2 separate regions of the Sus scrofa genome follow, and region 2 is linked to region 1. The links are chromatin contacts, called in public HiChIP or PLAC-seq maps. All regions are on one chromosome and are shown on one strand. Each heading gives the region's core, a stretch centred on a gene start, on an enhancer-like site or on the middle of the called end of the contact. The rest is flanking DNA. Distances are from core to core; before and after follow the strand shown. Region 1 holds the start of PGAM1 (phosphoglycerate mutase 1). Region 2 overlaps UBTD1 (ubiquitin domain-containing protein 1).

Region 1 (7,704 bases), core at 3,017-5,516:
AGCAAATTATCTAAGGCCACAGCTATTACATGAGATTAAAACCCAGACTGTGGAGTTCCCACTGTAGCACAGTGGGTTAAGAATCCAGCTGCAGAGTTGCTGTCCTGGCTCAGCGGTAACAAACTTGACTAGCATCCATGAGGACGTGGGTTCGATCCCTGGCCTCACTGAGTGGGTCAAGGATTCAGCGTTGCTATGAGCTGTGCTGTAGGATGCAGATGAGGCTCGGATCTGGCATTGATGTGGCTGTGGCGTAGACCAGCAGCTGCAGCTTCAATTCCACCCCTAGCCTGGGAACTTCTAGCCTAAAAAGAAAAAAAAAAAAAAAAAAAAAAAAAAAAAATCTAAAAGAAAGGAAAGAGGGGAAGAAAAACAAAAAACAAAAAAATAAATTAAATCAAATTAAAATTAAAAAAAGAAAAAAAATCCAGCTGCAGCTGCTCAGGTCACTGTGGAGGCACAGGTTCTATCCCAGGCATAGTGAGAGTGGGTTAAAAGGATCCAGCATTGCCAGAGCTGGGGCGTAGGTCTCAGCTGCAGCTCAGATTCAGTCCCTGGCCTGGAAACTTCTATATGCCACGAGGCCATAAATTTAAAAAAAAAATAATAAAAATAAAACCTAGGCTATATGACTCCAATATCCAACTCATAACCACCACCTCTTAACTCCATCGCCACAGTTTCCTAACTTCTAAAAACGCTGATATTTGTATTTTAATTAGAACTATCACTTCTGTTTGATAAATTCTGCTATACTTCAGTCCTCTTTAACCTCTGATCTGGGAGAAATGGGATTTTGAACACAATCAGGACACAGCAAGACCTCTTAGAAATATGCTGATAAAACCAATTTGTTGCAAGAAATTATACTTTCCCTACAGTATGGAAATCACATCACAATCTCTTCACCCACAGTTCCTCTGTGCTATCAAAGTGACAGCCTATTCCTCTGTATCCTAAGAATATATCTATGTCAACTGTTACACCAAGTTTAAAAAAAGCCACTCACTGGAGAAAAAGCAAATGCTGTGCACTGTCTAATACATTTAGAAAGGAATCTCTCAAAAAAAAAAAATAGAAATGAATCTCTCATGGGAGTTCCCATCGTGACTCAGCGGAAACGAATCTGACTAGTATCCATGAGGACGCAGATTCGATCCCTGGCCTTGCTCAGTGGGTTAAGGATCCAGCGTTGCCATGAGCTGTGGTGTAGGTCGCAGACGTGGCTCAGATCTGGTGTTGCTGTGGCTGTGGTGTAGACTGACAGGTAGAGCTCTGATTAGGCCCCTAGCCTGGGAACCTCCATATGCCATGGGTGCGGCCCTAAAAAGACAAAAAAAAAAAGAAAGAAAGAAAGAAAGAACGAAATGAACCTCTTCTCACACAAAATTATTGAAGGGTGGTATCAAGAGTTATGTTGGCCCAACCAGTACAAACATTTATTCTCTCTCCCCCTTTAATGGGGAAATGGCCTTTTCCCTATGGAGCAGGGCAGAAAAACATGCCTGTTTTCTTCCGTGACACTTCAAGGTCCTCTTTGAAATTCAGGACAAACTTTCCTGTGTATTGCTTCATATCGAGGTTGCCAACAGTAATTAATGAAATGTGAAGTGAATTTTCCTGCCAGCCATTCAACTGAGAATAAGGCCAATAAGAACTATACTGATGAGGGAAGGGAGGATTAATCATCCAGAAACTCACCACCACCCACCAGGGAAAAGACTTAGATCTCATCATTGGGTCTCAGGACAACTCCTAGTGGACTTCCTTACCACATCCTCCCTAATCTTTTTTTTTTTTTGTCTTTTTTGCCTTTTCTAGGGCCGCCTCCTGCAGCATATGGAGGTTCCCAGGCTAGGGGTCCAATAGGAGCTGTAGCCGCCGGCCTATGCCAGAGCCACAGCAACTTGAGATCCGAGCCGCATCTGCAACCTACACCACAGCTCACAGCAACTCCAGATCGTTAACCCACTGAGCAAGGGCAGGGACCGAACTCGCAACCTCATGGTTCCTAGTCGGATTCATTAACCACTGAGCCACAGGGGGAATGGCTCCCCAATGAAAGGGTGAGTCACTGGGAAGTGACTGTCCACAGTGCAAGCCTCAGCTCCCATGCTGAAAAGCTACTGGTTGTTTCACTGCAATTATTTCCACTTGCAATGGAGTGCAGCACACTGGATACACAAATGGGTCCCAGAGGAAAGCAGCAGTTCCCCTTAAGACTCTTAACTGAGAACTCTAAATAAAGCCTCTTCCCTTAACTTGGCCATCAAACAAAAGCATGGTATAAGACACTCCCAGCGATCAGGGGTTAGCGAATGTTGTACATGTGGTCTCCACCCTCCCTGAGAAGTAGGACTGCATGGGGAAACTCTGCTTGCAAGCTTCCTCCTGAAATCATTCAAGGTTTTATAAACCCTAAAATACTTAAAGCCTTCATGAATGTAACATTTCAGTTTAGGTCTTTTACACTATCAAATTATTCATAAGGTTTTCATCATTCAGAGTTTTTGGTTTTAGTCTTAGTTATTTATCTATGATGTCCATAATTGACATTAACATTTAAATGGAATTTTTTTTTAATGCTACTAACATGTATTTAAAAACTGATATAGGGTGTATTATTTTAAGAGCAATTAAAAATTAAGGCATTTGATCAGTCTTAAAGGACAGCTGCAGTTTGCTTTGCCCTGGGCTAGTCATCAGCAACCACAGACCCATGCAGTTCTTCCTGCCAGGCAGCAGGAGAGAAAATGGCCTCCTTTACCAGCACATTCCCTAACCTGGCCGCTCCTAACTGGTATGAGGTCACACCAGGCCATCCCCAAGCATTCACACACATCCCCAGCAGGATTCCATTTCCCAGACCTCCCCACCCTCTGCTTCATTTCTAAAGGATCCGGAGTGAAGGCAAGAAGCTAGAGAGAGCAAACTGGGGCCAAATACCTGATTCACATCAACCAGGCATCAATGACCCTTTTAAATGGCTACTGCTTTGTCCAGTGGTTAGGAAGGTGCAGGGCAGGATCAGGGGAAACACCTCCTCAGTCCAGAGAGTCTTTGAAATGCTGGCAGCAAGGCATGCTTCCTTACAAAGGATCCAAAATCACAGAGAGCTGTCTGCCCCGGCGGGGGGAGCCTGGGTAGGTAAGCTTATCTCACCGCCACTGCCACCTTCGCCCAGCGTCCTGGCCAACAGCCTACCAGTTCCTCACACCTACCTGTTACTCAACCCCAGAACAGAGGCCAGGGGAGCAGACTAGGAACAAGGGGTGACCTTGAACAAGTCATCCTTTCAAGCCTCACTTTCCCAGCTATTAAAGAGAGCCAGTAAGGAATGGGAAAAAATAAAATCTGTATACTTTATGGGATTATGAAAAGGATCAACTCAAATCCCTCATTCATTCATTCAATTACATCTGCGCGTGCATTTTGGACAGAGGATTTGTGGAATGCTGCTAAACAGCATCCCACACAAGCACGTGCATGTCTTCATATCTGGAACCGTGCTGGTCTCCCCGCAACCCCCACCCCTACCCCCACCCCAGTGCCGCATCACACCGCCAGAACCGGGAAAAGCGCGTGGCCTGCCGCTTCACCAGAATCCGCAGCTGCCTCTTGAGTAGGTTTGGTTATAGCCGCTGGAAGATTCTGGGCATCCAATTTAGTCGCCCGTCCCCGAGTTACTAAATGATGACTAGAAAGGGAGAATTTCACAAGGCAGTGTTGCGGAGGCCGCAAGGGTCCTCTTCAGGCGCGCGGCCCCTCACACTCGGGAGACTAGGTGACCTTGAGTAAGTCGATTCGCTACCCTGGGCGCATTTTCTCAACTGCAACATAAACGGCTGAAGCGATAAAGCCCAAAGTCTCAGCCCTCTAGCGAGGGTGGGGGGCAACCAGGCGGCCCTGACGCATCCGCGCCCGCTCGGGCCTTCGCAGCTCCCACCCACCTCCCCGGCCCGCTCCGCACCTCGCAGCGCCTGCCCGCCGCGCTTCGCCTCCTCGTGCCCCGCCGGGCTCAGGTCCGCGTCGTACCAGCCGCTGAAGCGGTTCTCCAGGTTCCACGCGCTCTCACCGTGCCGGATCAGCACCAGCTTGTAGGCAGCCATGGTGGCAACTCGGGGTGCGGCGCAGACTGGGGCTCACCGAGATTCCGGAGTCTCGGCCAGGCCCCCGGCCGCGCCTGCGCGCTCGCGCCCTACCGCTAGGCTCCAGCGCACTTGCTCACTCAAATCTTTCCACTCGCTCGGGGCCGCCCTCCGCCCATCGGTGTACGCATGCGCCCCAAGCAGGCGCTGCAGGCTCCGGGGTGAGGGGAAGGACGGCAGGGCGCATGCGACTTCCGCCGCCCGCCAGGCGTCCGCCGCCCCAGTCACGGAGCGCACGTAAGCGCCGGAGGGCTTCGGTACTTTTGGGCGGCGGCGGGTCTTGGATGCGGGCAGGAGTGTTGTATCGCCCTTATTCATCAGCCCTTCGTTGTGAAAAAAATGGTCTTTGGCATTTGAGTTACTCTAGGCTCGGCCAGATCACTTTGCCATCTGTACAGAAAGTTTGATTAACACACCTGGATTGGAATCTTCACTTTGTTTTTTGCTTTGTATCTTTGGGCAGATCGCTTAACCTCGCTCAGCCTCATTCGTAAATGAACATTATAAATACTTAGCTGGTGCCTAGCTACCTGGAAGATGCTTAGTAATTGGTTGTTGTTTCTATTTCCATGGACACTGATCTCTTATTTTACACATAAGAAAACGCTTTGACTGCTGGCTCGAAAGCCATGCTCTTTATCCAACATAGGGCCGTTTGTCCAACCTGTTTATCTCTCACAGCCTCTAGTCAGTGCCTCCTCCTGGACCAGCAGAAGCAAACCCTAAGCGGATCAAACGCTCCAGAAGAAGGGTCACTGCCTGTCCCTCCTGTGCACTCAGTCATCAGTTTAAGTATCTGCTTATTTGCAAGCTTTCTGCTGCCCATCTCACTGTGTCCTGGTTTGTTTCAATCTAGCCCCCCCCCTTTTTTGTCTTTTTTTGTCTTTAGGGCTGTACCAGCGGCATGTGGAGGTTCACAGGCTAGGAGTTGAATCAGAGCTGTAGCTGCCGGCCTACACCACAGCTACAGCAACGCCAGATCCTTAACCCACTGAGCGAGGCCAGGGATCGAACCCATGTCCTCATAGATGCTAGTCGGGTTCATTAACCACTGAGCCACGACGGGAACTCCCAATCTAGCCACTTTATTGAGCATCAGATATGAGTCAGGCGTCGGGCTAGGGTCAAAGACAGGCTGGATGTGTTTTCTGCTCTTCACAGCAAGTGAAGTGGAAATAAGCCCTATGCGTACACAGCTAACAATGCAATTGTGCTCTGTCCTCTTTTTGACAGATGTAGAAAAGTTTTTAACATGCACTCATGAAACACCTACTATGTGCCAGACAGTGTTTAAAAGTGCTTTGCAGGAGTTCTCCTGTGGCACAGCCATGTTAAGGCTCCCGAATTGTCGCTGCAGTGGCTTGGGTCCCTGCTGAGGAGTGGGTTGGATCCCTGGCTCAGGAACTTCCATATGCTGAGGGAGCAGCCAAAAAAAAAGAGTGCTTTACAAATGTTAACTCCTTTTTTTTTTTTTTTTTTTTTTTTTTTTTCCATTTCTTGGGCTGCTCCCTCGGCATATGAAGATTCCCAGGCTAGGGGTCTAATCGGAGCTGTAGCCGCCAGCCTACGTCAGAGCCACAGCAACTCGGGATCTGAGCCTCATCTGCAACCTACACCACAGCTCATGGCAATGCCGGATCCTTAACCCACTGAGCAAGGCCAGGGATCAAACCTGTATCCTCATGGTTCCTAGTCGGATTTGTTAGCCACTGAGCCACGACGGGAACTCCAAATGTTAACTCCTTAATCCTCATATCCTTGTAACAATCTTATGAGGCCAGTACTATTGCTTCCCTGTTTACTGAAGAGGAAACTGAGGGACGAGGCAATTTGCCCAAGGTTACAGGAACCAGGATTCAAACCTAGGGTGGCTGGCTCCCAAGTCCATGCACACCTGACCTACTACTCTTTGGTGGCCTCCACATACTTGGTGCATTTTAGGCATTTGTCAACTTTGAAGAGTGGGAAGGATTTGAGAGGCAGAGAAAAGGCACCTTGGGAATGACATGAACCGAAACATAGAGGACTGGTGTGTGGCTATATTATCTACCATATGTGAAAGTTTAGCGGGTCAAGTGTTTTAATGTACTAATTTCATGTGATGTAGGTACTATTCATAGCTCCATTCGACAGATGAAGAAACTGAGACCCAGAGAAATAATTTGTGCAAAGTCATAGCTTGGGCAGAAGTGGAGAAGAAAGCAGGACTTGAACCCAGGCAGTCCAGTGCCCTATCGTGTTCTCTAACCACAGTGCCCCACTGCCCCCCTCCACTGCAGCTGGGCAGAGATGGAATTTAGTGACCAGAGCAGTGACTAGGATGAGGTCCAGCATGAAAAAACTGCTGCACTTGGAGCTTACAAACTCCTGGGGCTGCAAAGCAAGAACTGCCCTGGAAAGCCTCCTTGTTCAAGCTCCCACATGGGGGGCCTTGGAAGACTCCCCCTTTGGAAGTTACCCCTCTGGTCATTCCTTCTGCTTGGTCATCCCAATACTGATGCCCAGGCCCTCCCAGGGAGAGAGAGCTTTTCCAGCCTTAACCTTGGCTTTTCTCACTCTTCTTTTTTGTCCCTCTACCTGGGTCTTAATCCATGCTCCCAGTTCTGGCTGGTGCTGTGTCCCTTTGGTCACCCCCACCCCCACCCCCAGCTCTCTGCTTCTATCCAAGATTTCTGTTCTCTTGGCCAATCTGCATCTCACATTTCTGTAGTGAGTAGGAAGCGTAAGTAGGAAGAAACCTGCCTTGAGTATGTCCGTTTCTAGTTACCCGTGGGACCTAAAATGGGTCACTCAGCATCTCATCCTCACTTTCCCCATCTGTAAACTGAAAGAAGAATCATATCATATCCGCTTAAAGCGCTGTTGTGAGGAATAAATGAGACGATGCGTGGGAAGCACTTAGTGCTGTGTCTAGCAAAGAGTCACAAATGATAATATTTAACATATTAATAATAAATATCCCAGAAATGCGATCAGGAAGACAAAAACGACTTAATGAGGCACCAGTTCAGAGGGTGCCAATCTAGAGGATCAATGGAGAGATCTCCCTTCAAGGAGGATACCCGCTAGGGGGTGGCTTACCCCCTGGGATTGGAACTGAGCAGATAACTAGGATTCTTCGGGCAGGAGGCCAAAGGCATCTGTTCCACCAGCCTTGGGACAGAGTCCAGGAATCCTACTTTACTGCCTTCACCAATCCCTTCTGCCTCTGGAAGGAATGTCTCATCTCCTTGGAATTCTGAGAAACTGTGATAACTCATTTACAGTATATTAACTTTGATCATCAGAGGTTTGTTACGTATACATCAGATCCACTCAACTAGAAACTGCTTGAGGATGGGCACCGCATCTCCATTTTATTTTATTTTATTTTATTTTTTATTTTTTTGTCTTTTTGCCTGTTCTAGGGCCACTCCCACGGCATATGGAGATTCCCAGGCTAGGAGTTGAATCGGAGGCGTAGCCACTGGCCTACGCCAGAGCCACAGCAACATGGGATCCGAGCCACATTGTGACCTACACCACAGCTCACAGCAACGCCGGATCCTTAACCCAC
Region 2 (7,704 bases), core at 2,218-4,717, 110 kb before region 1:
CTAAATAGAAAAGGAAGCTTTTACTCTAAACATAAAAGCAAATTGATGAAGAATATTTTAAATTTCATTCATTTAAAAAATGACGTTTTACAGTTAGTTGAGTCAAAAAATATCGGGCAGGGGAAAGGGTGTGAATGCTCTTATATGCTGGTACAAACTTTCTGGAGGGCAGTTGCTATGATACCAAAAAACTTACAAGTATGCATCTCTTTGGCTCAGCTGTTTGGTTTCTAAGAAAGTATTCTAAGAAAATAATCACAAGTGTGTGGCGAAGGTTCATCTCCAAAGCTGTTTAACTCCGCCTGGTTTTCTAGAAACAAGTTAAAGGCACGCCACCAGGAGAAAAGCTACATAATGTCTGTGCATCCGCGGCACCCATTTTGTGATGGGACTGAGGGAGGCAGAGTCACGCAGGGAAATGCCCAGTGATTCAGGGAAAAAAGGGTTAGAGAACAGCAAGTGTCTGTGCTCTGGCTTTTATTGCTGCAAATGTATGTAAAATTATACATATTAAAAAGACTGAGATGGTCTCCTGCAGTGCAGCACGCTAAGGATCCAGTGTTGCCACAACTGTGGCGCAGGTTGCAACTTTGGCATGGGTTCGATCCCTAGCCCAGGACCTTCCACGTGCCGTGGGTGTGGCCTAAATAAATAAATAAATAAAAATCAGATCAAAACACTGGAAGGAGTTACACCAAATGTTAACAATAGTTACATATATATATATATATATATATATATTTTTTTTTTTTTTTTTTTTGCTTTTTAGGGCCGCACCCAGAGCACATGGAGGTTCCCAGGCTAGGGGTCGAATCAGAGCTACAGCTGCTGGCCTACACCACGGCCACAGCAACACAGGATCCGAGCCATGTCTGCGACCTACATCACAGCTCATGGCAATGCCGGATCCTTGACCCACTGAGCAAAGCCAGGGATCGAACCCACAACCTCATGGTTCCTAGTCAGATTAATTTCTGCTGTGCCATGATGGGAACTCCAGCAATGGTTATATCTGATTGGCAGTTACCAATGATTTTTTTTTTTTTTTTTTGCTTATACTTTCCAAGTTTTCAAAAATAAGCAGTAGTTACTTTAGTTATAAGAATAAAACAATGAAGAGTTCCCGCTATAGCACAGCAGGTTAAGGATCCAGCACTGTCGCTGTGGCAGCATGGGTTCCATTCCCAGCTGGGTGCAGTGGGTTAAGGATCCAGCATTGCTGCAGCTGGGGGGCATAGGTCACAGCTGCAGCTCGGATTTAATCCCTGGCCCAGGAACTTCCATATGCCATAAGTGCAGCCAAAGAAAAAAAAGAATACAATGAAAGTTGTTAAGGAAAAAGGGTATATAAAGTTCTGAGAAGCAGCCACAGAAAATTCGGAAGAGTTTGGGGAGCTGTGGGTGGGGCTTGAGGGTGGTGAACGGGAGAGCCCAAGGCCCACAACCTCTAGGATTTCAGTTGCTGGCAGCTCTGGGAGCCTCTGTTCAGAGCCAGGCAGGATCTGTGGGTTTCAGCAGCAGGAGCATCTAGTGGCCCCTACTTAGGTCTCCACCTGCTCTAGATAAGCTCCAGGTCAAAGACAGAGTAACAGACGTGGTCCTTATCCTTAAGAAAGTTGACCGAAGAGAGATTTATAAAACAATGAATGATTCAGGTACACACCTATATATATAGGGGAGGTACAAAATGCCCATGAAAACCATGGGTTTCTGTAACTAAGGTGGCCAGGGAACTGAGCAAAGAATGCACGTTTCTGAGGACAGAGGCAAAAGTTGTGGGGGTTTTGTTTGTTTGTTTTAGGGCCGCACCTTCGGCATATGGATGTTCTCAGGCTAGGGATCTAATCGGAGCTGTAGCTGCCGGCCTACGCCAAGAGCCACAGCAATGCCAGATCCGAGCCGTGTCTGCAACCTACACCACAGCTCACGGCAACGCTGGATCTTTGACTCACTGAGCCAGGCCAGGGATTGAACCTGCAACCTCATGGTTCCTAGTCGGATTCGTTTCCACTGCGCCACGACGGGAACTCCACAAGTTGCGGTCTTGAAGGGTTGCCCGAAACATCACTTGTGCTAGGCCCTCCTGAGGTGCTGGTTAAAAAGCCAGTGTCCCAGGGCCCACCGCAGACCCAGTGAGCCAGAGTCACAAGGGCTGGGCTGGGGTAGGTACTCACTCTGATTGAAGAATCCCACTCAGATCTGGGGTTTCTGTGACTCTCACGTAGGCCGGCAGCTACAGCTCTGATTAGACCCCTAGCCTGGGAACCTCCATATGCCGCAGGTGTAGCCCTAAAAAGACAAAAAAAAAAAAAAAAAAAAAGAATCCCCCTTGTGAACACAGCAAAACAGAAGTGGAAAGAGCACGCTCCTCTAAACCTTAACATCAGCTAGTTCAACAGATAGCCTCCCAAGGTGCTGCTGAGAGCAGATTCCAAGGGGCAAGGGGGAGGGGCGAGAGGGCACGGCCGTCTGGGTTGCAGGGGGAGGGTAATGACAGTGGACGCTGCGGTTTGGCCTGGATAATGAATAGTGTCTGGCGATACCACCCCCAAGGGAGGGTTCCGAGAGAAGAGTGGGAGACAGAATACTAACGATCCCTTCCAATTTGCGTGGAGCTGGGGTGTGGCTATGAGTGCATGCGCGCGTGCATGCTTCGCACTAGTTAATTCAGGATAACTACACAAGAGAGGAGTCTCTAGAACCCACGGGAGGACAACAGGCCTGGCTGCTTCCCCCTGAACTCCCCAGGTTCTCACCAATGTCTGCTGAGTTGAAAATGGACCTGACAAATGCATGGTGCACGGGGAGGGAGCGAGGTGGAGGAGTCACCGCTGAGAGCAGGAAAAGCTGGAGAAAGGTCTGCCCCAACGGCCAAGTCGGGCTGTCCCTCCACTTCTTGATCTCAGACCCCAAGAGGCCCTTACTGTGGCTTTGGGAACTGGCACACCTGAGCCACTGGGATGTGACACCAAGTCTGAGACCAGCCAAGGGGAAGCAGAGATTTCCCAGGACAGTCAGTCCACCCAAGCCAGGAGACGGCCCTATTTATACCTGCCGCAATTCCCAAGCTCCATTTCCAGGCTCGGTTACCAAGCTCCATCCCCAGGTCCCTGTTCTAGGGATGGAGCCAGCAGAGTGCTCCCCAGAAGTCCTGACTGTGTGACAAGCCTGGGCTTGCTCTGGCTGGAGTGAGAGATGAGATGCCAGGCAGAAGGAGAAGCCTGGGCTATGGGGGCTCTTTGGCCAGAACGCAGATGCCAGTCTCTCCCTTCCCCTTCCACCCTGGCCGTCACAGCTGGGCTGCAGGGAACCGGAGAGGTGGCTGAAGAAGGGCACCTGGCAGAGGGGATAAGCAATCCAAAAGAAGGGCAGGTCCAGAAAAGGCTCAGCCCAGCCAAGGAGGGTGCAGGCAGGGGAAGCGGAGCCCAGGTAATCCCTTCAGGAAGCGCGGTATTTATAGTTTGACTTAGCCCAAGATGACCCTCAGAGCCTGAGTAACCTTCGAAAGGAAAGCGCTAGGCCAGCTCAGCTCAGCTGAGGCCTCCCCACGTGGCCTCTTTACAGCCCTGGCCCATCTTTCGCATTCATTCCCTTAGGCCCAGCTCCAGGGTTCAGGGAAGGAAAGGGGTGGAGCCAGTTGCTAAGTGACAGCCCAGGCTTCCTAAACTGCATCCCTTCCTAGGGCACGTTGAGTCCCAGGGGTCCTGGGCAGGGTTGAAGGACGAGAGGCTCTTCTGGGAACCTTGAACTTAGCTCTGTGAGGGCGCCTGTACCTGGGCAGCTGCAGTTCCCTGCAATCATCCAGCTTGTCCCCCTGAGGCTGGGACCACCTCCGGTTTACCTCTGGGGTCCCAGAAACAGGCCCGGGTCTGGTACGCAGCAGGTCTCAATCCCTGTTTGCCCAAAGAGTGAGTGAATGAAGTGAATGGACAGTCTAGAAAAAGGGGGGTGGGGGAGAGCTGGAGAGGGCAGATGCCAGATGAGAGGTGGGGGAGCGGTGGGGACCAGACAGAGCTGCCTGGAAGAAATCCCCATAAAGCAGAGAGGAGAACTGGTGTAGGTGGGCAGCTGCAGCTCCGATCTGACCCCTAGCCTGGGAACACCCATATGCTGCAGCTGTGGCCCTAAAAAGCAAAAAAAAAAAAAAAAAAAGAGAGGAGAAAAAGAAAAAGAGGGTGGCAGAGGTGGCAGTCCAAAGGGACAGAACCAGCCCTGGAGGTGTATTGAGAGGAAACCTGCTGGAGGACAAGGGGCTGGATGTCAGAAACCACAGCCAGTGAGGGCCCGGAATCTTCATGGCCGACGGGAGAGACGACAAAGTGCAGCCAAGAAAAATAAACCTACCCAGGGCCCCCTGCTCGGGCGGCTGCAGGTGTGGACAAAGGGCGCCCTGCACCGTGGAGACAGGGCGCGCTTTCACTGCGTGTGCACACAACGCACACATTTCCTGGGGGGCACTTGGGGCAGCAGGGCCTTGATCTGCTCTCTGCTCTGTGCCCCCAGCGTGGGGCCCTCGGCTGAGCAGCCAGGTGAGGTGAAAGGGGGCATCCTAGGCTGGGCTCTGAGCAACGCTGCCCCTGACCCGAGGTGACTTCCTCCAGCCAGCCCCCTGCCCCATTTCCTGAGGGAAACCTGGCCCGTCTGATCTCTAGAAACAGAACCCCCCCCAGTCCCAGAGTCTACTCTGGGATCCAGCCGGCCGTAAAACCAGCAGCTCCTTTTCTGGGATCGACTGGGAAAGAACAATGTACTTTATCAGCAGAATTAAAGCATCGGGTGTTTGGGAAATGATAGTAACTATCCTTATTTTAAGTTCATGTGAATTAAAAAACAAAACAAAACAAAACAGGAGTTCCCCTTCTGGCTCAGCGGTTACCGAATCTGACTAGCATCCATGAGGACAAAGGTTTGGCCCCTGGCCTTGCTCAGTGGGTTAAGGATCTGGTGTTGCCGTGAGCTGTGGTGTAGGTCGCAGACTCGGCTCGGATCCCGCATTGCTGTGGCTGTGGTGTAGGCCAGCAGCTGTAGCTCTGATTAGACCCCTAGCTTGGGAACCTCCATATGCCCCAGGTTTGGCCCTAAAAAAAAGCAAAACAAAAACAAAAAAACCCAGTCTATTGCTTTCTTGTAGTGAAAATATTCCCATCTCCATCACGTGCTGATTTTTGTTTTCAGGTGCAACACAGGCCTGGCCTGAATGGGAACAGTTCCAGGACTACCAGCTCTAGGGGAAGCTGGATGTCAGATAACTATGAATTAGGAGAAGCAGCATAGCCTGTCTCTCCAATCTGGCTACTCACTTCCACATGAGCTTCCACATGGATGGGGCAGGGAGTGGGGGCGTCTTTGGCTACCGACCACCTGTGTGGGTGCCAGGGCCCACCTCATCATTCCAAGCCTCAGGGTTCCATCTGTAAAGAGGAAGTAGGGCCCACTCATGGGATTGCTGTAAGGACTACAGAGACCACTCTACCCGGGGCTTAAAAGACAGTCGCTTTTGTAGTCAGTCATCAAGCCAAGTCAATAATGCTCATTACCATTATATAATTAACAGAATGAAAGGCTACCATCTTTCCCCCTGACCCCTCCTAAAGTTGCTGTGATTTTTGAAAACTCCTGCTGTGGTGGACTCTTGGTCTCTCCCTCACAGTGCAGGACGATGCAGGGGTTAAATGAGGTTAAGCTTGACAGGGACAAAGAGCAGGCTTGATGGATGCCCGCTTCCCTGTGTGGCTGCACAGCGTAGGGTCAGCACTTTTCCTGGGGCAGACGAGGGAGGATGGCGGCTAATAAATAAAACAGGAACTCCCCAGAGGTTGCTAGAAAGGTCTCCGGTATCTGGCCAGCTCCCCTTGCTACCTCAGGACTCCAGGGAGGAGAGACGGGTCATTGCTACCACAGCTTTCCACAGCCCTGCTGGCAGGAGAGGTCCCTGTGGGATGGGTCCAGACCAGCACCAGCCTGGCAGCCAGGTGTCTAGAGGCCGAATGGCATGGCCTGACTTGTGACACCCGAGACTCTGACCCCCTGGGCGACAGTGCCACCCGTGCTTCACTCAGACACATGCCACTCCATCACGGCAGAGGGTAGGGTCCCCGGAGCTCGGCAGAATCCTGACTCCAGGACTGACTTTAAAGTCACTTATCCTAGCACCTTCGATTTACAGATGGGGAAACCAAGGCTCTGAGAGATGATGTGGCCCGTCTCAAACCCCACGGCTCTTGCCCGTGGGGAGGGATGGGGAGGTGGGGAGGTAAGCTGTTTCTAACAAACCACTCCACTGCCAGTGAAAGCTGACTTATAGCTAGAATATTAAAATGGCCGGGGGTTCAACGCAGAGATGATAAATACTCCAAAAAGAAAAGTAGCAAGAAGAACCCGCTTCAGGAGTGAGAGTGGAGGCATTCCAAGTCGGCCTGACCTTTCCTGTGCCACCAGGAAAGAACGTGCTCTGAGAGCTGGCCCGCCCAGGACACCACTGTGCACCCAGATCTCCTCCAGGCTGACAGACTCAAATCCTGCATGGCTGGTTTGGGGCTCAGTGATGGAGACCAACCTCCCCACCCACTCGACACTCCGGCAAGGCAGCCTCTGTGGGCACGTCCGGAAACATGATGCCAGGGAGAAAGCTATTCCATGGTTGGATGGATGGAAGGGTTAGAAAGTTAACCATCTTATGGTCACCCTTCACTGAGCACTAGCTATGTAACAGGCAGCAGGACAGAGAAACCCAGAGGCTGAAGGTCCAGATTTTGGAGTCACACAGACCTGGGTTTGAACATCAGCTCCATCATAAATTAGACACATGGCGTTCCCATTGTGGCGCAGTGGTTAATGAATCCAACTAGGAACCATGAGGTTGCGGGTTTGATCCGTGGCCTAGCTCAGTGGGTTAAGGATCCTGCATTGCTGTGAGCTGTGGTGTAGGTCGCAGATGCGGCTCAGATCCCATGTTGCTGTGGCTCTGGCGTAGGCCGGTGGCTACAGCTCCGATTGGACCCCTAGCCTGGGAACCTCCATATGCTGCGGGAGCAGCCCTTGAAAGGCAAAAAGACAAAAAAAAAAAAAAAGACACGTGACCTTGGGCAAATGCCCTAAGTTTTCTAGTCTCCTCTTCTGGGAAGCAGGGAGTTAATAACAGCCCACTTCTTAGGGAGGTTGGGAGGACTGAAAAATATATACATGGATAGTACTTTAACTAATAGGATCCAAAAGATTATATATAATAAAGCAACTCACCTAACACCCCACACCCCAGGTGCAGCCTCCCTCACACCATAGCTCTTGCTTGAAGACAGACAGACAGACACACACACACACACACACACACACACACCCAGCACCATACATGCCACAGAGGAGGCACTACTACTGCCACTGAACTGTTTTTGCCCTTTTTTTGCTTTTTAGGGCCACATCAGCAGCATGTTCCCAGGATAAGGGTCCAATCAGAGTTGCACCTGATGGCCTATGGCACAGCCACAGCACTTGGGATCCAAACCACGTCTGTGACCTACACCACAGCTCATAGCAACGCCACATCCTTAACCTACTGAGCTCGAGACCAGGAATTGAACCTGCATCCTCATGGATGCCAATCGGATTTGTTTCTGCTGGGCCACAACAGTAATTCCTGTTTCGCCCCTGTTATTAACATTATTCTTTTTTTAAAGTGAAAAAAAATTTTAAAGGCGCTCCCGCTGT

What was found. HiChIP or PLAC-seq counts read pairs in DNA pulled down with a chosen protein or histone mark.
Region 2: a contact with region 1 is called in an H3K27ac HiChIP or PLAC-seq map of skeletal muscle. The contact joins the enhancer-like site here to the promoter of PGAM1 in region 1. A contact is called at or near these places in 1 of 5 promoter capture datasets (liver), 7 of 47 Hi-C or Micro-C datasets (liver, omental adipose tissue, psoas muscle and 3 more) and 2 of 2 datasets of contacts at active chromatin or transcription factors (alveolar macrophages and skeletal muscle).

What each region holds. Positions count from the first base shown.
Region 1 is chr14:108,819,344-108,827,047 of Sscrofa11.1, reverse strand. It overlaps PGAM1 (phosphoglycerate mutase 1), which reads right to left and starts at 4,266. Exons shown (of 4, transcript XM_003483535.4): 1 at 3,971-4,266. The coding sequence starts at 4,109.
Region 2 is chr14:108,929,299-108,937,002 of Sscrofa11.1, reverse strand. All of the region lies in intron 1 of UBTD1 (ubiquitin domain-containing protein 1), which reads right to left. Among named protein-coding and RNA genes, the nearest start is that of HOGA1, 26 kb to the left of the region's middle. Within about 2 kb of position 3,467, at least 9 of the 83 cell types and tissues checked have an H3K27ac peak or open chromatin away from gene starts, as enhancers often do. A contact at or near this core is called in skeletal muscle, where this site is marked.